4 separate regions of the Mus musculus genome follow, and all the other regions are linked to region 2. The links are chromatin contacts, called in public HiChIP or PLAC-seq and promoter capture Hi-C maps. All regions are on one chromosome and are shown on one strand. Each heading gives the region's core, a stretch centred on a gene start, on an enhancer-like site or on the middle of the called end of the contact. The rest is flanking DNA. Distances are from core to core; before and after follow the strand shown.

Evidence for each region. Promoter capture Hi-C pulls out the DNA fragments that hold promoters and counts their contacts. HiChIP or PLAC-seq counts read pairs in DNA pulled down with a chosen protein or histone mark.
Region 1: a contact with region 2 is called in a FOXA1 HiChIP or PLAC-seq map of pancreatic cancer cells. The contact joins the promoter of Tnfrsf14 here to the promoter of Cdk11b in region 2. A contact is called at or near these places in 2 of 115 datasets of contacts at active chromatin or transcription factors (memory CD8 T cells and pancreatic cancer cells).
Region 3: a contact with region 2 is called in a promoter capture Hi-C map of neural stem cells. The contact joins the promoter of Rer1 here to the promoter of Cdk11b in region 2. A contact is called at or near these places in 3 of 39 promoter capture datasets (erythroid cells, hippocampal neurons and neural stem cells), 2 of 484 Hi-C or Micro-C datasets (both in embryonic stem cells) and 5 of 115 datasets of contacts at active chromatin or transcription factors (the 230-238 cell line, forebrain, large pre-B cells and 2 more).
Region 4: a contact with region 2 is called in an H3K4me3 HiChIP or PLAC-seq map of bone marrow-derived macrophages, with 3 times the contacts expected there. The contact joins the promoter of Pex10 here to the promoter of Cdk11b in region 2.

The regions. Positions count from the first base shown.
Region 1 is chr4:154,925,104-154,931,777 of GRCm38.p6, reverse strand. Tnfrsf14 (tumor necrosis factor receptor superfamily, member 14 (herpesvirus entry mediator)) reads left to right here and starts at 3,701. Exons shown (of 8, transcript NM_178931.2): 1 at 3,701-3,800; 2 at 4,531-4,639; 3 at 5,054-5,179; 4 at 6,360-6,515. The coding sequence starts at 3,732.
Region 2 is chr4:155,623,210-155,629,882 of GRCm38.p6, reverse strand. Cdk11b (cyclin-dependent kinase 11B) reads right to left here and starts at 5,029. Exons shown (of 20, transcript NM_007661.4): 1 at 4,942-5,029; 2 at 4,229-4,352; 3 at 2,994-3,109; 4 at 1,060-1,187. The coding sequence starts at 4,339. It overlaps Gm16023 (predicted gene 16023), which reads left to right and starts at 5,128. Exons shown (of 3, transcript NR_040441.1): 1 at 5,128-5,524. It overlaps Slc35e2 (solute carrier family 35, member E2), which reads right to left. Exons shown (of 9, transcript NM_177186.4): 9 at 6,543-6,673.
Region 3 is chr4:155,084,327-155,090,690 of GRCm38.p6, reverse strand. It overlaps Rer1 (retention in endoplasmic reticulum sorting receptor 1), which reads left to right and starts at 4,338. Exons shown (of 7, transcript NM_026395.2): 1 at 4,338-4,486. It overlaps Morn1 (MORN repeat containing 1), which reads right to left and starts at 4,114. Exons shown (of 14, transcript NM_001081100.1): 1 at 4,010-4,114; 2 at 3,199-3,270; 3 at 1,107-1,205. The coding sequence starts at 4,085.
Region 4 is chr4:155,064,522-155,070,236 of GRCm38.p6, reverse strand. It overlaps Pex10 (peroxisomal biogenesis factor 10), which reads right to left and starts at 3,207. Exons shown (of 6, transcript NM_001042407.1): 1 at 3,063-3,207; 2 at 2,334-2,414; 3 at 1,168-1,574. The coding sequence starts at 3,168.

The DNA.
Region 1 (6,674 bases), core at 2,452-4,951, 700 kb after region 2:
TATCCATCTCTTTTAAAATCCAAAGTCTTTTTACAATTAAAAGTCTCTTAACTGTGGGCTCTACTAAAATAGTTTCTACCTTCAAGAGGGAAAATATCAGGGCACAGACACAATCAAAAGCAAAAATCAATCTCCAACCGTCCAATGTCTGGGATCCAACTCACAATCTTCTGGACTCCTCCAAGGGCTTGGGTCACTTCTCCAGCCATGCCCTTTTTAGCACACGTGTCGTCCTCTAGGCTCCAGATGCCTGTACTCCACTGCTGCTGCTGCTCTTGGTGGTCATCTCATGGTACTGGCATCTCCAAAACACTGCATGACCCCTTCAGTCCTGGGCCTTCAATTGCAACTGCGGCTGCACCTTCACCAATGGCCTTCCATGGCCTCTCACAGTGTCGAGCCTCAGCTGCTCTTTGTGACCCCTTCATGCCTTCAAAACCAGTACCACCTGGGTGACCCTTACATATTACCAAGTCCCGCTGCAGCAGGAGTACAACCTTGGCCATCTCTGGAACACAGCCTCTTTGTGCTTTCAGAAAACACTTCCCAGAAGACGTCACCTCAACGATGCTGGTCTCTTCTTAATCACCGCTAATTTCTTAGCTCCAGCTAACCAGCCTCAATTGTTCCAGTAATGCAAAGTTTTTGCTTTAGTAGTTCTGGTATCTTGTTAATCACAGCTGATTCTTCAGCTCCAGCTAACCAGAACCACAGAATCTTCATAATCAAAACAGAAATGGCCCTGAAAAGAGTCTTTAATTTTCCCTCTGAAATTTCACAAACCAGACCTCCATCTTCTACACTGTTCTCAACATTATCTTCCGAGCTCCTATACAACATCTGACAGAGCTCTTAACAGCGAATGGATCTTCAAGCCCAAAGTTCCAAAGTCCTTCCACAGTCCTCCCCAAAACATGGTCAGGTTGTCACAGGAATACCCCATTCTGCTGGTACCAATTTGTCTTAGTCAGGGTCTCTATTCCTGCACAAACATCATGACCAAGAAGCAAGTTGGAGAGGAAAGGGTTTATTCGGCTTACACTTCCATGCTGCTGTTCATCACCAAAGGAAGTCAAAACTGGAACTCAAGCAGGTCAGGGAGCAGGAGCTGATGCAGAGGTCATGGAGGGATGTTCTTTACTGGCTTGCTCAGCCTGCTCTCTTATAGATCCCAAGACTACCAACCCAGAGATGGCACCACCCACAAGGGGCCTTTCCCCCTTGATCACTAATTGAGAAGATGCCTTACAGCTGGATCTCATGGAGGCATTTCCTCAACTGAAGCTCCTTTCTCTGTGGTAACTCCAGCGGTGTCAAGTTGACACAAAACTAGCCAGTACAGATGGACAACTGGGTATTTCCCACTCAGCCATGCACTACATGATGTCTGTAAGTCCTGTATCTTGCTCCTGATTTCCCAAGAGGATGATGATCTTGGATTGTGCATCACTGGGAATGGTGGCTTGGGAGCCTAGTGGAGGTCTTGTGGGGCTGTACCAGGCTCAGGGATCTCACCTACCTCATCAGAATCCTCTGGCTTCCCACCCTGGGGCATGTCTCTGAGAGCCCACAGATATGGAAACATGCTTGCAGTCCAGAGCCTTCTGTGTGTTCTGAGGTACCTATGAGCTGTGGGGCTTTGGCCATTTCCCAGTATTCATCTGTGGGATGGGGTAAAATATCTGCCTCCTCACTAGATACCCCCACATCACTGTGTTGGACTGTCAGAGGCTGTCCACTCTGCATTGTCTACTACAGAGGCACACAGATGGCTGTGTGGAACAGCCTCTGTAACATACGGCATACTCTTCTGTGTCCCTTTGGGGTGGGATTCTGGAGGACTGTGGACTAGAACATTGGCTAGTTTCATGTCAACTTGACACAAGCTAGACTCATCTGAAAGGAGGGACTTACAGCCCGTAAGATCAGGCTGTAAGGCATTTTCTAATTAGTGACTGATGGGGAGGGTTCAGCTCATTGTGAGTGGTGCCATCCCTGGGCTTGTGGTCCTGAATTTTATAAGAAAGCAGGCTGAATAAGTCATGGATAACAAGCCAGTAAGGAGCATCCCTCCATAGCCTCTGCATCAGTTTCTGTCTCTAGGCATCAGCCCTTTTTGAGTTCCTTTCCTGACTTCCTCTGGTAACTTACAATGTGGAAGTGTAACCCAACCAACCCTCGCTTCCTCATGTTGCTTTTGGTTATGGTGTTTCATCACTACAATAGTAACCAAAACTCAGAGTCAAAACCCAGAGAGAGCTGTCGTTGGGTCAGGGCCAGGTGTCCTCTAGCCTGGCTCACAGGGTTCATTGGAACAGGGTGTGTTGTTCTGGGTGTGGGCAGGTCCCAGCTATGAGGGAAATCAGTCCAGGGCCAGCCAAACCTATGAGGGTGGTGACCGATTCAGCTGGAGCAATAATTTGTGGTTAGTTTTAACGGTCAGTCGAGGGGTTGAGAGACGCACAGTAGCCCTGGTCAAAGAATCTTGGAGGAGCTTCATGTTCTGTGCGCCTTTGGGGTTCCTTATTTCTCTTTGGAGCCTCGTGACCAAGCCAGCTCAGCCAGTCAACAGGGTCTCAAGGGAGGGAGTGAGTATTGAAAAAGAAAACAGACAACACTATAACCTGACTCCAGCCCGTACCGCGGCTGAAGCAGCTGTTTCTCTCCCGCCTGCTTTTATATCATTCTAGGTTTATGCAACAAAACAAAACAAAAACAAACAAACAAAACCCATGGTCAGTTCTTAGATCAAAGACAAAGCAACCAAGTAAACAAGTAGTAAACAAGGAGACCACACAAGAGAGTGACCAAGGATGTGACAAGTAGTAAGCGCAAGGATGACACAAGGCTAACGTTAAGTGGTCAGCAAAGCAGTAAACAAAGCCCCGTGGTCATTGTTTCTGACATGCCGACTTCTTTGTCTGAGCCCAGTGACAGATGCCAGATTCCTAGAAGCACCAAAAGCTCTCAACAGCCTAGGTCTGTAGTAGGCCCCCACCCCATGACCTCAGCCAGTCTGTGGGCTGAGGAAGCCCAGCATACTACCCTGTAGTCCTACTCAAAGCCCCCATCCTCATCTGCAAAAGGAAAATTAGTCTGCTCCGCCTAGTCCCGCTCAGGGGCCAGTTAGAGAAGCCCATAGCCTGCTCAAAGATGATAAGAAACCCTGCTTCACCCTTAGAAGATAAAGAAGGCTGGCTCCTGTTCCTAGCGCCGAATGTGCTCAGAAGCGTATAGGCTGAAGAAGCGGGCAGTGATAAATTGGTAATGGGGATAACCCTGACGTGGTGTCTGGGAAGTGACTGGAAGCTTAAAGGGGGAGGGTCCGGTGAGAGGGGTGAGTTGGGAGGTAGGTCAAAAGATCAAGTTCCCAGTTCCCTGAGGCTGAGAGGTTCCTATTTCAGTTTGTCTGTCAGAAAATTCAAGGTAAGCACCGAGGTGTTTGTAGTGACCTGGGAGACAGACATACTTCCAGAGGGTATATATACAGGCTGGGAAAACTTGCTAGTGTCCCTGTATGGAGTCTGAAGCTGAGGCTCTGTTTGGACTTTAGGGCCCTCCCAGCACCACGCCCCGTGTGTACTTAATGTGCTCCATCTGCCTCTAACAGACTTCAGTCAGAGAGACTATTTTTTCTTTCATTTTCACTTTTCCTTGCCAAGGCTCATGAGAGTGTGTGAGGAGGTTCAGAGCCCATGGGGCTCTTGGCCTGAAGTTTCTTGATCAAGAAAATGGAACCTCTCCCAGGATGGGGGTCGGCACCCTGGAGCCAGGCCCCTACAGACAACACCTTCAGGCTGGTGAGTTCCCGAGCCCTTTACAGCCTCCAAGCTCCTTCCGGCCCAACTCCAGCCACAGCCCACCCCAGACATTTCCTGTCCCTTAGCTCTGTCTGGGCAGCTAGCTCACGGGGCTTTATGCTGCTTGGATCTGCAAATCTCTGGAGATAATTGATAACAACCTCAGGTTGGGAGGCTACAGGAAGGCAGGCCTCTGCCCCTCCACTCCCGGGCCTCCACTCACAGACACCTACTATGGCTCTCTTTAAAGGGCAGGAGGTGGTGCTATGAGCATAGTAGCCCTTGGCAGAACCCTGGCTGTCTCTGGACAGGCCCTGTAGCAAGAGGCCAACCATAGGTATCTCTGTCCCTGAGGATAAGCACCCTCACAGAGTGGAGACAGAGATCAGGGCAGGCTAGCAGGAGCCAGACAGAGTGTCTATCCTGTTTGCTCAAGTAGGATATACTAACCATCAGTCAGCTGTCCCTAGGATTCTGAAGAGCCTGTTCCCAGCCCCAGCTGACCCTGCTGCCTCTCAGGTCTTACACTGTCAGGCAATGAAGGCAGAAGGTAGGTTAAGCAGGCCTGGGCCCGAGCCCCTCCTACAGAGACACTGAAGTTGTGCTGTTTCCTCACTTCAAGAAGCAGAGCATGCACTGAGGGCCTGGACCAGCCTGGTGGGGGGGTTGGGGAGGGAGAGCCATAGCGATGGAGGTAGTCCTCTCCTCCAGCACTCATCTCCTCTCCCAGGTGCCTTGTGTCTTCCTTTTGAACTTGCTGCAGCGCATCTCTGCCCAGCCCTCATGCAGACAGGAGGAGTTCCTTGTGGGAGACGAGTGCTGCCCCATGTGCAACCCAGGTGGGAGTTCCCAGGAGGAAGTGCTGTGCCAGGGAGGAACTCCTGTCCTGAGCCTCTGGGCCTCTGGGTCCTCAGTCCAACGGCTGTACAGTGTTCAGTTCAGGGATAGTCCTCGGTGTCTGGAACCTTTGAAGTTCACTGCCTGGGGTGGGCCCGGGGGGTAGGGCAGGCTTTATAACCAGAGACTGAGACTGAAAGTGGGCTGGGGTCAGAGCCAGTTCTAAGGGATTTAGGAAGCCCCATCTCTGTGTTTCTGAATTGTTCATAGAGGGCAGACAGAAGGCCAACAAGTCCTGTGGGGCTTTAGTTGTGGTTGGTGCCATACTTGCTAGACCCATGTGAGGGTACAGGGAAGGGAAGGTTTCTGTGGATTAACCCCCAACCCTGCTGAGGAACTGTGGGTCCTGGCTGCAGGTTACCATGTGAAGCAGGTCTGCAGTGAGCATACAGGCACAGTGTGTGCCCCCTGTCCCCCACAGACATATACCGCCCATGCAAATGGCCTGAGCAAGTGTCTGCCCTGCGGAGTCTGTGATCCAGGTAGGAGCACCTGAGGAGGTGGAGGTGGGGTCTGCTGGAGCACTTAGGCTCAGGCATTGGTTCTAGAAGAGGGCAACTCATGGAGGGAACCGCAGCCTGACCTTCCTGCTATTGTGGGCAGGTTCTCAGGGTGTGTCTCCCCTCCCCCCCCCCATCCCCATCACTGAGATTCTATTGCCTGCTTCTTTTTCTCCCTGTCTATCTGGTTCATGTGGGTAATGAGAGGTTCTTTCCTGCTTCAGTTTCCCTGCCCGTGAAGGAACTCTTACATGCGTTGGGACATCACTGGGGATCAATGTGGCCATTATATATATATATTTTTCCCTTCATATGAAGGAACCCAGGAAAAGCTCACTCGTAGACTGATGGCTGCCTGGGCCTGGGCAGATTTGGATGGGGACACAGGTCCTGGAATATTCGAAGCTGTAAGGTAGCCAGCGCTTCTGTTCCCACCATAGCCCCACGCTCTCCATACACTAGCCTTGGGTGACTCTGGATTTATTACAGTGCCCGCAATAAATCGGGCGGCCTCACACTCCCCACAAGGATAACCCCGTACTTACTCATAGTGTGTGAGGAGGGTTGTCCTCACCCCTTACTGAGGGTGACCCCGTGTCTATCACAGTGTGCAAATGGAGATGACCTCACCCTTATAGAAGGGGAACCTCTATACTCACACAGAGTGCCCTCATGGGGTCAGAGTGACTCTGTACCTATTCGCACAATTCCCATACACAGTCGGCTCAGACCTGGAGGCCGAAGACTGCTGATTCCCATGGACGGGATACTGAGATCCCAAGAGTCACCAGGGCACTCTGCTGGATGGCAGAGCCTACCAACTCCACACTTCCAGGGCTATGGGCACATAGATTGGAAGTCCTGCTTCCTGGAGTGGGAGAAAACAGAGGCAAGGACAATTCAGACTTGGTCAAAACCCAGGTCCTGGGCATCAAACCACTCTGTGACCCTATCAGCCCTCAACCAAGCCCCCTGCTCAGAGCCATTGTGCTATGCCTGGCTCCCCCTATAGGACAAACCTGGTACCACATGTGCAGGTGGTAGGTAGCCTCTGGCAAGTGAAGCTGTGCAGAATCCGACCCGGGTACACTGGGACGACTGGAGGAAGGGTGCTCCCCCAAATCCCGTGCTGGTGCTCCCATGGCCTTGTCTCTGATGGCAGACATGGGCCTGCTGACCTGGCAGGAGTGCTCCAGCTGGAAGGACACTGTGTGCAGATGCATCCCAGGCTACTTCTGTGAGAACCAGGATGGGAGCCACTGTTCCACATGCTTGCAGCACACCACCTGCCCTCCAGGGCAGAGGGTAGAGAAGAGAGGTGAGCTGTCTAACTGAAGGTTCTTTTCGGAGGCCACCCTTGTTCCAGTAAGCCCGCTGCCTAGGGTCTAGAAAACCTCCAGCTTCAGGATTTCAGAAAGGAGCAGAGGAGAAATCTTGGCCAACCCTAGGGCACCCACCCCAGACCAGTCCTGGCAGC
Region 2 (6,673 bases), core at 3,780-6,279:
ACCACCTGTAACTTCAGCTCCAAGAGATCTGACGTCCTCACCTGACTCATCTACAAATGGCATACATAGGTGCTTGCATAAATGAGTCTGAGTGCACTGCGTGCATGCAGAAGCTCTTGGCAGTGGAAGGACGTCTGATGTGAGTACTAAGAACCAAACCCAGATCCTCTACAAGTGCAGTACACACCCTCAGCCACTGAGCTGTCTCCCCAGCCCCAATTTTCATTAATTTTTCCTTAATGTTATGTCGTGATATACTATTTTCAGAACTTTAAAACGAATCATTATTCATACACAATACAGAACAAAACCATTCCTTTTAAACAGATTTCTACACTATTATAAAACCACATTAGCAATTACACTTACAGTAATATTTAAATAGATTTCTGAGAACCCTTTAGAAGCTGGGTATGCAGTAGTAAGCAAGCTGATGGAAAAAAATCTTGGGTGCTGGAGGACAGATGGGGCTACCTAGCAAGATTTTGCTTTTAATAAATGTTATTTAAAAAACCAATCAACCAGCCTGGTGGTGGTGACGCACGCTTTTAATCCCAGAACTTGGGAGGCAGAGGTAGGCGGATTTCTAAGTTCGAGGCCAGCCTGGTCTACAGAGTGAGTTCCCAAACAGCCAAGGCTACACAGAGAAACCCTGTCTCGAAAAAAAAAAACCAAAAACAACAACAACAACAACAACAACAAAAACACAAAAAACAATCAACCAACCAAACACCTCGAAAAACAAAATCAGAACCTCTTTGCAGTGGCACAAGACCAAACCTCCCAAGTTGACCCCCACACCTATTTTTTTTCTTTTTTTCCTTTTTGTTGTTTTCACCTATATGTATCAAATGACAGCAACTGTGCATGTAGACAAATGATGTAAAACACACAAACCAGAAAGAAAAGCAAACAGTTATTCCAAAAAGTCGACTATGAGTTTATGCTTTTGGCTAAAATTCCACTCATGCTCGCTTTTAGACCCAACTGAAGAAAGCAGAACATGGGAGAGGATGCAAACAGCTGTGACAACCACAGAAAAGGCCAAGCCTTCCATACCTCCCTCTGCTGAATGGCTACGATGTCGACGTTTCTCTTTTCTTTTCTCGTCTTTTCTGTGATGAGCCTTTTCTTTCCGAGACATTTGCTGGGGTGGTTTGATGGCCAGAGAATCATCCTCCTCTCCTCTGAAAGAGATGAGCAGCACCGTGAGAGCAAGAGCAGAGTGCCAGCATCTACTCAGACAAGAGCATCATTCCCAACACAAAGAACTGTGAGAAATCAGTGTGGCCTGTAGTACGAATGTGCCGCCTTTCTACAGAGAGGGGCGTGCTCATTTATCCATTTCCTTGATTGTGGTGATGGTTTCATGGCCAAGGTAAAATATGTCAAAGCACACATCATATACAATTCATTTAGTTATTTATACCTCGATAAGGCTGCTAAAGTCCAGTAATTTTATTAACTTTAACAAATAAAAAAGGTCACTTAGGGCTGGTGAGATGGCTCAGTGGGTAAGAGCACCCGACTGCTCTTCCGAAGGCCCTGAGTTCAAATCCCAGCAACCACATGGTGGCTCACAACCATCCGCAACAAGATCTGACACCCTCTTCTGGAGTGTCTGAAGACAGCTACAGTGTACTTACATATAATAAATAAATAAATCTTTAAAAAAAAAAAAGTCACTTAGCAGAACCTTCAACTAATTCTTTAACACAAGACCCTGGAAGACTTTACACTCTGAGTTTCTTAGAAGGATTTCCCTCGGAGTTGGTGAGATGGCTCAGCAGGTAAGAGCACCCGACTGCTCTTCCGAAGGTCCTGAGTTCAAATCCCAGCAACCACATGGTGGCTTACAACCATCCCTAACGAGATCTGACTCCCTCTTCTGGTGTGTCTGAAGACAGCTACAGTGTACTTACATATAATAAGTAAATAAACCTTTAAAAAAAAAAAAAGGACTTCCCTCAGTTGTCTTACAGGATGGGAGGAGAGAACAAATGACCTCACCACCGTGAAAGGACCATCAGACATCGATGCTGCTGACAGTGGCCCCTCCAAACTCAACCTTGGGTTACTCTGAAAACTGTAGACTTGCAATACAGGATAGCGATTTAAATATACTAACTAAATGGTGCTGGTTTGATTGAAGATATTACAAAGAAAGGAATACATGCTTATTTGGACTTCATAATAGCTGACTCCACACAAAAGCCATCTCACATGTGAGACAAACGTCAGGACAAAATACAAACTTTAAATAGCCAGCCATGGTGGCACACACCTTTAAATCCCAGCACTTTTGAGGCAGAGGCAAGTGGGTTTCTGAGATAAAGGATTTATATAGTGAGCTCCAGGACAGGTAGGACTATATAGAGACACTGTCTCAAATAAACAAAAAAAACCCAAACATACAAAAATTTATCTTTTTAATAAATTCATTTATGTGTATGAATGTTTTCCTGCATATATATTACATGTGCCCATGGAGGTCAAAGGGCGAATCAGATTTTCTGGAATTGGACTTACAGATGGTTGTAAGTCACCATGACCATTGGCTGCTGGAATCAAACCTGTAGACTTGCAATACAGGGTATAAAAACAACAAGTGCTCTTAAACACTAAGCCTTCAAACCTTTCCCTAGTAATACCGACAAAAGGCAGGCTAGGGGACCAGAGAAAAGGCTAAATAGTTAGGAACACTTGTTGTTCTTGAAAAAGACCCAAGGTCAGTTCCCAGGACCCATACTGGGCATCTCACAACAACCTTTTACTCCAGCTTTGGGGACCTTTTGATTCCTGTGGATAAAGTAACACCCACGTACACCCCCACCCCAACACTAACTCCACCCACCAACCAATAAAACTGCAAAAACAAAACGCATGTTTTAAGTAGTTCACAATTCTGTATTGGGATGCATTCATAGCTAACCTAGGGCCCATGTGGCCCATGAGCTACAGGCTAAATATGACAACAGCTTAAGTTCTCTCACCTGTCTTCCATAGAATCCTCTCTTCTATATGGTGAGTTCCTGATTGTGATCTCCATTCGGTGATCTCTCAGCTCCCCCTCCTCAAGGGAATCCCTTTTGGAATCGCGGTCATCAGACTAAGAAGCAAAGGAAAATGAAGCATTGAGTCATTTTCCTTATCAATCACCTTTCTTCTTTGTCTATCTTTGAAAAATAACTTGTTATGTAGCTCAAGACGGTTTTTGAGCTAGAAACCTGCCTCCGTCTTCAAAATGCTGAGGTTACATCACTGTACATCACTGTACATCACCATACGTAGCTCACTATATATATGCACAGACACACACATATATAGGAAGTATATGTGTGTATATATATATGCATATATACACATATATGCACACATACATACAAATGCACATATATATAATTATACATATACATAAAATATACATTGCACTGGCTGGCTTTGAACTCAATAGATCTGCCTGCCTCAGCCTCCTGAGTTCTTGAGTGTTAGGATTAAAGGTTGTACAGGTTAAATATCTTTAAGGATAATTGAAGTTTGCTAACCAACTCTAAATATACATTTTTTGAATAGAAACTTCAAATATTAATTTTGTTCAAAACTCATGTAATTAAAATCACTTTTTTTTTTTTTGGTAACCTGAAACCTGAGAACAGAAAATTTAAAACATTGTACATGATAAGGGTCATAAGACTATATGAACGTTAGTTTTTCTGAGCCAAAACTAAGACTTTAGTTGGATTTTTACACACGAAATACATCATACATATATTGACAATAAGAAGCACTTATATCAATGTTTCTTATCCAGTCACCTAAGGACTCTAAATATATCATCATCCAAAGCAAGGTAATTACAAAGCACTCATTTTAATTGCAAGGAAAGTTCCCACTTTATTAAAAATGCTTGGTAAATGGTATTATGAATATACTAATAATGAAATGAGAAAAATTAGTCTGGTGGCAGTAATGATTCTAGGTTCAGAATATTTTATTTTGTAACGAGATATTCTCATTTCGATACAGCTTCAGTGTGTTATTAATCTATCTTCAACGTCAACTGAGTATATGAATGTTTTTGTTAATTTTAGAATAGATTTTGGGCTCACCTGTGACATTTGGAAGTACAAAAGAACTTCACCGAAGAAGCGTTGTTCTAATGGAAAAATGAGGGCAAAGAAATTAAATCTTCTTTAAGAAAACCACTTACTTAAAAAACATAGCTTACATTTTTTAAGCGTTTTATCTCTGCTTTCTCCTCTTGTTCTTTCCTTCGTTTCTTTTCCTGGAGAATTTCATCTAACGTTTTCACTTTCCAAGAGTCCTTTTCATCACCCATTTGAGTTAAAACACTGCAAAAAGAAAAACAATTCAAGCAACCTCGGGACACAGAAAGCTACGGTCGGTCTGTCGGTCTGTCTTTTCCGAACACTTAAGTCTAATCGTTAGTGTTTCAGAGTAAGTCCCGGTAGGTCGGAAGGATTCTGCCTGAATACACTGTCGTTTCTGTCATTCCTGTAAGGTTTTGGGTAACTTAGTTTACCTCAGTGTTTTCCGTAAAACGCAACCATCATCATCCACGTAACGGTACTGTTCTAGGATGAAAGACCATCCAGGTCATTTCAGTGCCTCGCACTCAACACACTCTGCCTTAGGTGTCAAAAGGTTGTATGAGAAAGCTCCAGGACGCGGGGAGGCCTGGGTGACAGGTAAGATCAAGGTGCACTGTCAAGCGCGGGACTCCGGGGCGGGGTCCCACTTCTGAGGGTTCAGTCACGCAAACCTGAGGCAAGGGCCGGCTCCGGGGGCCGCCAGGCCTGCCGCCTCCACCGCCCTCAGCTCCGTGTGGAGCGAGACTGCTCCGCGGCAGCAGCGTGTCGCCAGCCGCGATTCTTCAGGGGCGCCGTAAACCCTGCTCCGAACCCCCGCGCCGCTACTCACCCCTGCGCCGCTACAGCCGCCGCAGCCGGTCCTGGAGTCTGGGAAGGAACAGCGCCCGGCGCGCGCCAGGATTGTCGTCACTTCCTCCGCGGAAGCGTGATGATGACGTACGACGACGACGACGAACCGCGTGTGCGCTCGACTTTTTTTGGCCGCCCCACAGTACCTTGCGCGCACCGGAAGTGTCCTTACATCGTGAGTTGGCTCCTGCCAACGACGCGAGGCTGGGCGGATAAAAGCGAAGTAGCGTCTGGTAACGTCCTGGGGTGTCTCCGAGAGATGACGTTTCGAGACGATGCGCTCGGCCGTCTGCGGAAACCGGAAACCGTGCCTCCCGCTGCACCTTCGCTCTGCCAGGCAGGGCTACCTCCAGGCACTCGGTAGCGTAGTCTGCAGGCCGAGCAGCATTTGCACTCGTGACAAGCTGCTTGTGCCACTCAACCTTCCGCAGCCAGACATTTGTTTCTACCCATCAGACTAATTGCTCTGACGTATAGACGCCTCCAAAGTGGCGTCGTGCCATCCAATGGAAAAACAAGTTGTCTTTCTGACCTACCCAGGACCCAGGAAGCTGAATTCACAGGTAGGCTAGTTAACATCCTATGATGAGGAAGTCCCCTGCACAAGAAAACATTGAAACGAATCCAGTTTCCTCAGCCAACCTCCTTAAAACAACCTCTTCTGCTTGGCCTACGATAGTGGTTGAGTCTTTATGTTATTGTTTTGCTTTGAAATAGAGTTTAGTACGTAGACCTAGCCTCTATTTCTGGCCTGTATCTCTGTATTCTTTTTGTTTTCTTTTCATTCTAAATGCTGAAGTGTCTAGACACTTCTCAAACGTGTACTTAAACCACCTGAAGGTCTTAAAGGTTTTTACGATTCCACTAAAAACCTATTAACCTATCAGGGCTTATGGAAGAGAGAGCAGAAAGGAAAATTCCAGCTGCTTGTTTTTGTCAGGTTATCCTGTGGGTATTGGGGAAAAAAACAAACAAACAAAAAGCAATGCCATGCATCAGTGGAGCACACCTTTAATGCCAGCACTAGGGAGACAGAAGCAGGCGGACCTCTTGTGAGTTTGAGGCCAGCCTGGTCTACAGAGCTAGTTCTAGGACAGCCAAGGCTACAAAAGCAGCTCTGTATCGTGAAACAAAAAATAGCAATATGATTAAATTTCTTGAGTTAGGGTCAGAAACAAACAAAATGAAAAGGAAACCACTGTTAGTTATGACTGTGAAATGGTAAGATGTGAAAGAATATAACAACTAGTGTATGAAAAAAATGAGGGATATTGGAGTGAAACACTTTGTGATCCCAGCTCTTACTTTGCCTCCAGAGTTATCAGTGACTTGGAAACTAAGTCTGATTTCAGTAGCATACATAACAGAGTTATACAAGCCAGGTGGTGGTGGCTCACATCTTCGATCTTATCACTTTGTAGACAGAGGTACCGTTTAAAGGTGGCCTGGTCCACAGGGTTACACAGAAAAACCTTGTATCAAAAAAAAGGAAACCAAACGAACAAAATAGTTACATGTTTTCATATTCATACAAGAACCATTGGCAGCTTGGATAAAAAGAATGAGGAGGCTACTGCAGGATTAATTACACAATACCAATTTATTTCAGGAATCACTGAATTATCTAACAGAATTCTTTTCTAGGAGGCATTAATATAATTATTTAAATACTGAAAGAGGTGAAATACAAAACAGTGTACATTTTATGATGT
Region 3 (6,364 bases), core at 3,089-5,588, 540 kb after region 2:
TCTGTAGACCAAGGTGGCCTCAAACTCAGAGATCCCCCTGCCTGCGCATTCCAAATGTTAGGATAAAGGTATATGCCACCACCTCCCGGCCTGAGGTGTTTTCAAATGGAGGTCTCTGTCTCTATGTAGACTAGGCTGGCCTCTGAAGCACAAAGATCTGTCTTCCTTTGTTTTCTGAGTGCTGGGATTAGAGGTGTGCGCTACTACACCTGGCTGGTGTCTGTCTCTTTACCTTACTCTTTGGTATGGACAGCGAGGAAGAGAATATGCTTTGGACCTGTGTCCATACCCTGGCTGGGATGGCAGACTGCCACGGAAGCCCTTGCCTGTGGCACTGATGGGGTACAACGAAGGACTCTCCTGGATTTTTAAAAACCACTGAACCCAAGAGAAAAGCCCAAGAAAAAAGCTCTCCTGAGTGCTAACAACCACTAACTGTGAAGCCTAAAGCTCCAGGAAGTACCCCTGACCACTGGCATGGAAGCCTCAGAGCAGTCTGTCCATCTAGGGATACACCTTGACTGAAATATCTTTGTTTATTTTAAGTGCTGGCATTAAAGGCATGCATGACCACCTCTGGTCTAAAATGCCTTTTTGCTTTTTTAAAGATTTAATTATTTATTTTATGTACGCGTGCTCTATCTGAATGTAAACCTTCATGCCAGAAGAGGCATAGGATCACATTATAGAGATGGTTGTGAGCCACCATGTAGTTGCTGGGAATTGAACTAAGGCTCTCTGGAAGAACAGCCAGTGTTCTTAACCACCGAGCCATTTCTCCAGCCCCTAAATTATCTTTAATGTAGAAGAAAATATAACTTTGGGATGATAAATTTTTCTTTCAACTAGGTGTTATAGAGAAGACCAAGCTTTCTATCGTGGTGAGTGCAAACCCTCACCTAGGACCCCTAGGCACCCTTTCACTGGACACAAAGGCCATCCAGACCATAAGCCTCCTCACGCTCCCTTGCCCCAGCCTGCGTGCTGCTCTCCTCTCGTTACTGGAGCCTGAAGCTCCCTGTTTACACACAGCACTCTGTGTGGCCATTAACTCTGGGAGGGTTTACGGGAACAGAGTCAGCAGCCCACCTCTGCCCAGTGCTAACCTGACCAGGCCCAGTGCTGGCAGCCTTCCCCAGTAATTTCTCCATCCACAAATTCGCCTTCGTAGTAACTTCCATCTTTAAACAATAGCTTCCCATGACCTGGTAAGAGAAACAAAGTGCAGTCAGCTTGTGGGAGTGGCCACAGACCGACCCATGCCAGGTGGGCTCCCTTTGCAGAGTGAAAACTTCAGCTGCCATGGTGGCGCATGTCTTAACCTAGCTACTCAGGAGGCTGGGCCAGTCTGGGCAACACAGTGGAAACTCATACAGACAAAGCAATACATTCCTGACAACCATAGAGGCATGAGCTGTGCACATGAACCTTGTCTGTCCTCCATCCACACGAGGACAAAGGACACATGCGTGTGTGCCCATGCACGACAATGCCCATGGAGACCGGAGGTTGGTGTCAGGTTCCCTGGAGCTAGAGTTATGGGTTTTTGTGAGCTACCTGATGTAGGTGCTGGGAACTGAACTCTGGTCCTCTGCAAGAGCAGCAAGCACTCTTTTGAGCCATCTTTCTGGCCCCTGGAGAACACATTCTTAAAAGTGGGTGACTCTTCAAGTAGCTCTGACAACAGTGCCTGCTTACAGAAGACAAATCCTTAATGGTGGTGAAAAAATGAGAAACATCGTTGTGATAAAAACACCAAGCAAAAGCTGAAAGATGCTAAGAATACAGCCTGCCAGTGAGGCACTTGCCTCATTCGTACAGGCTCTGGGGTCACAAGAAAACAACAACAACAAATTATTAAGACAATATTGGTAAAGGCTGGGTGCAGTGGTGCATTTTGGAGGCCAAAGCAAAAGGATTACAGGTTCAAGGCCAGCCTGGGCTATATATCTAGCAAGACGGTGTCTCAAAAACCTAAACCAAAACAACAAAAAGATACATAAAAGAAAATGAGAAAGATTCTGATAGCCAGCAGATACGATGAACCTTCTTGTTTATGGAGCAGGTAGAGTCTAGACAACGGAAAGTCTAGACTCAGTACTTCTTTGGTGCGTGTGTCTCTGTGTGTGTGTGTCTATGCAAGGACCATTCCAGGGCATGCTCATTTTGTACTTTTTCCCTCTATTGCCAAGGTTTCCTAAAAATCTGGTTCTTTCTTTCTTTCTTTCTTTCTTTCTTTCTTTCTTTCTTTCTTTCTACTTTTTGGCTTTCTGAGACAAGGTTTCTCTATGTAGCTCTGGCTGTCTTGAAACTCACTCTGTATTAAGACTGGCCCTGGGCTGGTGAGATGGCTCAGTGGGTAAGAGCACCCAACTGCTCTTCCAAAGGTCCGGAGTTCAAATCCCAGCAACCACATGGTGGCTCACAACCATCTGTAACGAGATCTGACACCGTCTTCTGGTGTGTCTGAAGACAGCTACAGTGTACTTATATATAATAAATAAATAAATCTTAAAAAAAAAAAAAAAAAGACTGGCCCTGAACTGAAGAGATCCCCCTGCCTCTGCCTCCGGAGTTGATTTCTTTCTTATTAGAAACAAAGCCTGATACCTCGCTTCCATTAACTCTAGCTTGGGAAAACACAGCAGAGCCTCCATGTTGTAAGAGAGGCAACAGGAGGCAGCCTATTAAGAACACAGCTGCCTTTCCCCAGGAATCAACAGATTCAATAATGTCTCACAGCAAAACCTCCACATCGCCTGGCCTTTGTCTGGTGGTATATTCTATAAACTGGAATGCTCACAGACACGAGAGAACAGGGTTCTTTCGTGCCCATGTTTACCTTTTTTTTTTTTTTTTTTTTTTTTGAATACAGAGACACTAAGGCTGATGATTAGAGGCCTGGATGTCCAATAACAAGCATGCAGGACGCCATGATGGTGTTTGTGTGTGACACTCTGGGTCTACTGCCCCACTCTTTCCCTCCCACCAATAGTTCCACCACCCACCAGCATGTGATGACCTCCAAGCCTACAAGAATTGGTCTTACATTGGTTCCACCATGACTGGGTCCAAGTGGTAGTCCCAGTGTGCAGGCGCAGTACCAGGCTATGCTTGGTACAAGACTGACTGCCTCCCACACCTTTTCTCAGGAATCTGGCTCTGGAATGAGCTCTGCAATGATCACAGGCTTCTTACCGTGTTTCTTGCCTCCCTTCCATTCTCCTTCATAGCGGAAGAAAGAATTTGGGTATACATATACGCCATAGCCTGTGTTCGGAAAAGAAGATGAACATAGCAATGGTTTGCCATCAACAGACACAGAGATGGGGCAGCTCAGGGTCTGGAGTAGTCTGCAGGTCATTTCTCATCAGTCTCTTGAACATGACAGGATGGTTAATTGCTCAAGATGGGTGCTCCCTCTCCCTTGCTTGGGTTTTGTTACATGGATAGTACTGAGGGAAAGGCAGGCCTGGCCAGAGGAGGGCTAAGACAAAAGCTGATTGTAGGCTCTTTAAGAGGAGGCGGTGAGGGCACGGAAGCAGTCAACAAGCTCCGTGAGGATACAGCAAAGAGCCCACCCTGCCAGGACCGTCACTATCCTCCTGTCCCCACGGGACAAAAATCCACACTCACTCCTAATTACTCCTGGCTGCCTCATCTTTTATCACGCAGCCAGCTCTGAGACATCACACCCAACACCCATCTCTCAGTTCCTGAGATGGATAAGCAACCCCACTGCTTTCTTGCCAGCAAGTCGCAGCCTGGGACGGGAAGACAGTGGCACTAGCATGGACTCTGACCTCATATCGATCCTGTTTCTCCGGTTTTAGAACAACTTTTCATCAGACTGCATTGGGCGAACCTCGTGTGCTCACCCAGCCAGCCTGACCTCAGCTCTACCTGCCCCCCCTGACGCAGGGTCGGCTGGCCGTGAGCCTGCAGCCTGGACCACGCCTGTGGAGCACGCGAACGCGACGGAGCTCCAGCGGGGAGACGCAGCCCGTACCGTTTCGCGGCGGCAGTCTCGGCGAGTGCCGACGCGGCTGGAGCGAAGCCTGGTAGGGATCGCCAGCTGCCTCCATCTTGCCGCCAAAGTTTCCCTAGCAACCATAAAGCTGCCTTCCATTGGCCTCCGGTTGCCATGGGGCGTGGCCAGGAGACCATAACATCCGAAGCAGCGGCGCCGGATCCGGAGCCTGAGGACGTCAATGCGCCTGTGCACCACGGCACGTTTCCGCCAACCCCGTCCTTCCGCCGGGAAGCGCTCCCGCCAACGGCCTCTGCGTCCATACCGGAAGCGGAAATGGTTGGAGCTTGGGCCCCGCCCCGCGGCCATCTTGGCGGCTGGAGGCGCCGCGGGACGGAACGGAAGTGCCTGTGCAGCTTCCCGGATCCGGAGCCGAGCTCTGGCGGCCGCCCTGCCCGCCATCCTCCTTCCGCAGCCGTGAGGGAGACCGCGGCTCGGCTGCACCGGAGCTGCGAGGTGCTGGGGGTGGGCTGGTGGCGCGGACCTGGTCGGGCGGCACACCACCGCCTTCCTCTGGGCTGTCAAGGCCACGGGCGAGCCGGCGGGCGGCGGGCGGGCGGGGCCGGGCAGCGCCTTTGAGCCTGGCGAGGGGTTGCCAGGGGCGGGCCGATCTCCGAGAGGGGTGCGCGAGGGGACTGCTGAGCGCTGCCCGCCGCGGCTCGCGCGCCGCCCCGACCCCCCGGCCCCAGGTCGTGGAGGAAGGTGGCCTGTTGTTGCCTGCACAGATCCAGGCGGCATGTGTTAGGTGTCCTCTTGCTACCCCACTACCGTGTTCAGTTTCGGGGCACACGTGTAGGAATTAAGCCCGAGCGCGAAGACAGTTACTGAATGGATCGAAGGGGTGCTGGTTAAATGGGTCTAGATTATATGGTGACATTAAGGCAGTAAAATGTCCAGCCCTCCAGGCTGTACTTCCAGCGTGGAGCAGATAAGGCTACATTGTCTCCCTTAGCAGGGTATCAGTGCAAGAGGGCTTCATACTTCCACATTGAGAACCCCCAGTGGCTTTTCTTTCTTAGTTCTTAATAACAGATACTATCCAGGAGGTGGTGGTGCACGCCTTTATGTGAGGCAGAGGCTGTGAGTTTGAGGCTAGCCTGGTCTACATGGAGCAACCCTGTTGGGGGCGGGGGGAAGACTTAGAGACTAGTTATACGTCTTGGAACTGCCTGTTTTTTTGATGTGAGTTTTTTTTTTTTTTTTAACCCTCATTAAGGTGCTCAGAAGAGCATCAGTAAACCCATACTCAGCCCCTTAGATCCAGGTTGTGTGTTGGGGAACTGGTTGCGGTGGAGGTAGAACATAGAGAAAGGGCTGGGGATGATCCAAGATGATCATTTCCCACCCCACCCCCAAAGGTGAGAGGGGCCCAGAGAGGGAAGGACTCAGAGGGGCAGGGTCTGGAAGGGTTGACAGGGAACAACTCTTGAGGCATGCAGGTGCAAGAGGCAGCGACCCCCAGATGCTGTGCAGAGCGCTTTCTTCTCTGTGGTGTATTACTAATTTAGGAGTGATGGATTGCAGAAACTAGACAAATGATGGGCTCCAGAACACGGGGGTAATGTTCTGTGTGTGGTACTTGTCCCCCTTAGAACAGTTTTTGTCTTGTTTTTTTTTTTTTTGTGACAGAGCATAGAGCAATTTCAGTAGATATGTGACAAGCACTGTAGGTCGTGAGGCCCATCCTAAAACAAATCAAGGTCCCTCAGGGAGGAGCGTGCATTCCGGTGAGAGGAGATTGAGAGATTACTAGAAAGGGATTGGAAAACAGTTGTTACAGAAAATGCAAACAGTGACGTGACATGGAAACGTGGAAACGGTGGTCATTGTGGACAGCATGGAGGGCCTCTCTGACCTTTAGTCTGAATGGAGAGAAGAGGATTGCAGCTAGAACAGCTGGTATGAGGGCTGCCCTAACCCAGGAACAAGTCTGAAACATTGAGGGCTGGCACTTGGTTCACCACAGGCTGCCGGTAGATCCTCATGAGAACCCTTTGAGGAAGGCACTGAGGTGCTCGCCCCGTTTTCCAGGTCCGAACCCCAGGCATTCCTCAGTGGCTGTCCCAGATCACACTGCTAGGAAGTGCAGTGCTGGGATTTGAAGCCGGCAGTGGGACTCCAAAGTTCACATTCTTAATCTCTATGCTGCCTCTCTCGGGTTGTTATTGGCAGTGAGTTTAATCAAGATGTAGAGCAATGTTTGTCTGATAATCAAAACTTGACTAATGTGTTCTAGGTAGGCTTTCTACGCATCATCTGAAACAGAGTTTTAAGATCAGCTTAGAGTACAGACTTTAAAGGAGCAGCTCCATCGTTTTTTCTTTAAAATGGCCT
Region 4 (5,715 bases), core at 1,958-4,457, 560 kb after region 2:
GGAACCCTAGCTATAGGGTGACCTTGAGGCATCCGCAGCACAGACCCAGGAGTCTGGATGGACCAGGCAAATGGATGAGGGTTCTAGAGCTGTCTGGGGACTACTTCAGGGGGAGGGAAGGAGCCCAAGGAAGAGTGGGGTGGAGAATAGCAAGGGGACCTGGACAGGTGGTTACTGTCCCTCTGATACTCTGGCCCTTAAGGATGCTGGTCTAGCCTCTGCTCTGGCTAGTGGTGTATCTGCCATACACATCACAACAAAACTATGCTGCCTTCCACTTCTGCCTTCCCACTGGCAGGGAAATGAAGACACCAGGTTACATCGTGCCTTGGGCTGGAACAGGAAAACTGCAAGCCCTACAGCAAAACCCAGTGCCCAGCATTCAGCAGCTACTGGGAAAGGAGGCACATCTGCTAAACTAGATGACTGCTTGGGCAGGTTTTGCTTTATCTGGCAGTATGGAAGGAAGTTAAGGCCTGAGACCAGACTATGGGTGTGTCTATAATAAGTGAGTGTGGGAGGAGCGCACTGGCTGGAGGGAGAGGGGAGAGGTGGCATTTGATCCCCTGACAGGTGAGGTAGGTGGTGAGGATGGAGGTGATACCAGGGCGAGGTCTTTGGTGTGACAGGATACAAGGGCACTGGTAGGAAACTAGGGTTGAGGCAGGGGACTGCCAGAGGCAACAACAAGGTCAGTATGGACTGTTGTGTGGCCAGCGCTGTGGTGAGGCGATGTACTCACTCTAGGACCAAACCCTCAGATCTTGCCTTTCTGTTAGGGCTCTGGATGGTGATGAACAGGGCCCTCTGCTGGCAGGGATGCATGGGAAGGCCAGCCTCTGGGCTAGAACCTGCACTCCACACACTTCTCCAAACAGTGAAATGGACACAGCCACAGGCCCTCTGCCGAGGCCAGACCTGGCCACTCAGTCACCCGCCCACGCACCCAAGTCTGCTGCCACCTTCAGTCTGTGGGAACTGGATTTCTTTTCCTTTTCCTGGGCTTTCTTGGAAAATAAAACTGAACTCCGCTCTTTCCCAAGTACAGAATTTCGATTGCAACTTGGAAGCAGAACACTTGGCTGCGATCATGTCAGCATGGGTCCCCAAGTATGCTGCTCAGAGGATCCCTGCCTGAATATCAGTCCCCTTGGCATGGCTACTTACATACGTGATCCCTGCTAGTCTCTTGGCCAGGTGGTAGAAGGTACCATGAATATAAAACCAAGCCACGTGGAGCCGATGGAGGCAGGCGAAGCCCTGTCTCAGGATGAAGACTGCCCGCTGGAGGGCCTTCCTCTGTTGTTCAGTCAGGGTGGCTGCGTGGTGACGCACCCAGCGCCGTGCCCCTGATCGGCTGCGTCCTCCAGGTAGCAGACTGCCCTGTGAAGCCCGGGGAGCATCGCCATCGGCTTGCAGCTCCTGCTCCAGGGGCAGCAGTGCCTTGTCTAGCAGGTAGGGCAAGACAGCATGCAGTGCAACCAGCGCTGCACGGCGGAGCCTGGAGGGCACACGCTGCTGGGATGGGTCCACTTGGATGATCCCAACGTACTCCTCCCCAAGGGTCTGGTAGCCTGAGGATTAATACACAGTGATGAGGGTCCAGGGACAAGTTTCCGGGCCAGCCTGTGTCGTCGTCCCCCCTCCAGCCTCACCAGTCACCCTGAGACCTAGCCAAGGCCAGCACAACTTCTTGTTAAACCCACTGTGGCCTTGCTGTGATTTCACCATGTCACAGAGACGGCCACTCTGGAATGGGCCTTGCATCTCCTGTTGGTTCCTACTCCCTTAAGTCTTTATTCTGTTTTCCAGTCCTTCCTCTGCTGAACTCATACCCCTGTCCAAGTGATGGGATCCGATCTTGTGGCTTTCTACCTTCTAGATGATGGCTGAGTCCTAAGTATCAGGCATACATACCACTGCTTACCTGACGCTGTCACATGGAGTCAGAATAAAAAGCCCCCAAGCCTACCCATGGCTTGCAGCTAGCTTCTAGTACTCCACCATGCAGACGATGAATCCTGACTTCCTGTTCCTGAGGCCAGCCCTGTGGAGTACCTTGTGATCTTTCCATGTGTCTCACCATGACCCTGCTCGTACCCTTCCCCCCACTCGATAGCCTCTTCCTTTTTATCTGCCTCGTACCCCATAAATGGAAAAGCCCATCCTGCTGAGAGAAAGTCTGGGGCAGTGAGTGCCCTCTGGCCAGTATCTTCCTTCCCGGAAACAGAGACTAATGCAGGTGATTTCCAGGAGCCTTCAAGCATCCCCTCCAGACCTGGGTGGGTTGTGGGCCCCTCAGTGCCCAGGACCTGCCGAGCACAGACAGCTACCTGCAATTGTGGTGAGGCCAAAGTAGGCTATGTCCGAGAGCAACTCGATCTCTTTCCTCCATTCCAGCCATTTCTTTGCACCTGAGAGAAGAAAAATATTAGCTCTAGAGAGGTGAAGTGGTTCTCTTAAGATGACTCCCAGCCGGGTAGTGGTGGCACACGCCTTTAATCCCAGCATTTGGGAGGCAGAGATTTCGAGTCCAGACTGACCAGAGTGAGTTCCAGGACAGCCAGGGCTACACAGAGAAACCCTGTCACTCCCGAAGGGCAGGTAAAGTCCAAGTCAAGTCACTCCTAAGACGACCCTCAACAACTCGTCTCTCCCTTCACCTCCTCTGCTGCCCTTGGTGACCGGAATGTCTCCGAGACGAAGACCGCCTCTTAAGAAGCCCCGACTGTAACTGTCTTGAGTCAGGTACTGTCCTAGAGACATGGAGCCCAGGAAAGTCTAGGTAGTGCTAACAACATAAGCCAGAGGCGACCTGTTTAGTATCAAACCTCGGCTCTCTGAAATCCCAAATCCCTGCCTGTGTGATCCACGTGTCTACCTATGAGAGTAATGACGTTAGGTCCACCCTGTAGGGGCGTCTGGAGAATAAATGGGCAAATGCTTGAGAAACACTAAAGCAGAGACCTGCAATGTGGTCAGCAGTGTGTACCTCTGTTTTGATCCCCGCTTTCCAAGCAAACTCTGGAGCTGCCGCCTGTCTGGGTGCCCGGAACGCTCACCCGCTAGGCTGTGCAGCGCTTCACCCGCCGCGCTCCGCAGGCCTCCCAGGTAGTACTCGTCCTTCTGCGCTGCCCGGATCACTTCAGGGGCACCCGCCCGCGCCATGGCCCGAATCGCAGAGCTCGCACCGCGCCTGCGCACCTCGTGGGCGGGGCCTGTGACGCTCGACGTGCGTCCGTCGTGGGGCTGAGGCTGCGAACACCACGCGGGCGAAGGCGGAGCCTAGGCGTGACATCTGTGGAGGCGGAGTAGTGGGCGTGTCCACGACATAGGGGTGGGGCTACCCGGGGAGGGGTGTGGTCTGTGCTTGGAGGGTGAAGCGGCACAGTGAAGTGGCGGGTAATGACAGGGAGGAGGTAGATACCTAGTGGGTAGGACCCCCGAGAAAGCTCAGCCTCGCAGATGTGTTTTTGGCCTGATTCAGGTTCAGTTTTCTGGCAGGAGGTACGTGTCTCTGGGCTGCAAAAGTGGATCTTTTGGGATAGCCACGTGATTCCAACGGACTGCTGAAGGCTCCAGTTGTTGGAGTTCCTCCCTGCCCATGCCCTGGTTTCTTCAGCTTGGGTTGGGCAATCCCAGATAGCACCTTTGACCACTGCTAGGAGGCAGTCACGGCTCATGCAGAGGCATGAACTTCTAGCCAAATCAAATGTGACAGTTTGAAATGTAGATTCTCTGAAGGCCCAAGGCCGCTTGTGCTGGAAGACTTTTCAAACTTGGAAGCTCATTTCTACCATAACCATGGGGTATGGCCTGTTCTAAGTGTCCCCGCCTGGACTGCTCCTTACACGCGACTGCTTTTTTGCATTCTCTTCTCTCAGCCATGGGGAACAAGACCAGAAACACTATTCAAGTATCTGTTGTTCTCAGGGATACGGCCTAAGTAAGCGTCTCTCTCCGTGGGCTTAAATCCTAGGCACAGCGGTGCCTTGATCCTCAAGTTCTTCCTTTGTGGGCTCTCAAGGATTCTTCCTATGGGACAAAACCCAAGATGGCCAGCAGGTGGAGCTATCAGCCCATCTTTTCTACTAGCTTGGGCTGCTAGAGCTTGTTAACCCAAACAGATCCTGCACAGATCAGGGAAACAAGAGGCTTTTCAGTGAGGAGAGAAAGTGGAAGGGCAAGATGAGTAGTGACATCATTGTAGATCAGTTCTCTGGATTCTCGGATGACCATGTGGCCTGGAGTCCCCCTTTGCTTCAGTGTTTCAGGGTTCCAGAACTCTGCGGTGGAGGTAGAGCGAGAGCTCTTGCTTACGGAAGGGGCATACGGCCCTTGCCACCTCCCACCCCTTGCCTTCTGAAGCACAAGGATCCTAAGACTGAGCCTTGTGACTTTCTCCTTGTAAACTCTTCCTCCTGCTTCAAGGATGGAGGACAGAAAGGCCAGGCTCCTGTTTCTCTGTGTAGCCCTGGATGTCCTGGAACTCACTTTGTAGACCAGGCTGGCCTCAAACTCAGAAATCTGCCTGTCTCTACCTCCCAAGTGCTGGGATTAAAGGTGTGAGCCACCACTGCCCAGCTCAACAACTAATTCTAAAGTCATACACGCTGTGGGTTTTGTTGTCCTGCCTGATGTCGTTTGCCAGCTCTGGCCACTCTGTTTTCTTTTTTTTTTTTTTTTTCTTAAAGATTTATTTATTTATACGTAAGTACACTGTAGCTGTCTTCAGACACTCCAGAAGAGGGAGTCAAATCTCGTTAAGGATGGTTGTGAGCCACCATGTGGTTGCTGGGATTTGAACTCCGGACCTTCGGAAGAGCAATCGGGTGCTCTTACCCATCTCACCAGCTCCTAAAAAACTCTTTATTTTTATGTTTGTGAGTACATTGTTGCTCTCCTCAGACACACCAGAAGAGGGCATCAGATCCCACTACAGATGTTTGTGAGCCACCATGTGGTTACTGGGATTTGAACTCAGGACCTCTGGAAGAGCGGTCAGTGCTCTTAACCACTGAGCCATCTCTCCAGCCCCACCACTCTGTTGTCTAACTCTATTAAGTTAAATTATATTTATTGTGTTTGTGTTGTACGCATGTGTATATATTCATGTTTGTATATGTGTGGGCATATGTGGATATGTGGCATGCATAAGAGTGTGTGTGTGTACGCCTGCAAGTGTGGAGTCTGGCAAGGACGATACCTGGTATCATCTTGGATTGCTCTTCCACCTTCTTCTTTGGAGCAGGTCTCTGAATCAAAACCAGGACTTACCCACATGGCTAGTCTTATCAGCTAACTTACTCTGGGATCCTCCTTCCACGGTTGAAATTTCAGGTGGGTCACCTCACCCATCAGATGTTTATGTGGGCTCTCTGGATCTGAACTCTGCTCTTCATACTGGGGCAACAAGCATCCTATCCGCTGACCTCTGTAGCCAGCCCTATCTGAGAAATTTGTAATATAGTTCTGCTGGTAGGGAGGCCAGAGACAGTAAGCCAGGACCTTGGGGAGGCCTGGGAACTGGGAGGGGATTGCCCAGCAGGTGGCTCCATTGCACCTGCTCTGTGCCCTCCCCCACCGCCACCCCCCATCCCCAGGTTAAACCTTCCAGCACCACCTAGCTGGCTTCCCTTTGCCTAGTGTCTTTCATTCCTTGCCTAGTGTCTTTCATTCCTTGCAAATCTTCCCTCTGCCCCTAGCAGGGATTTA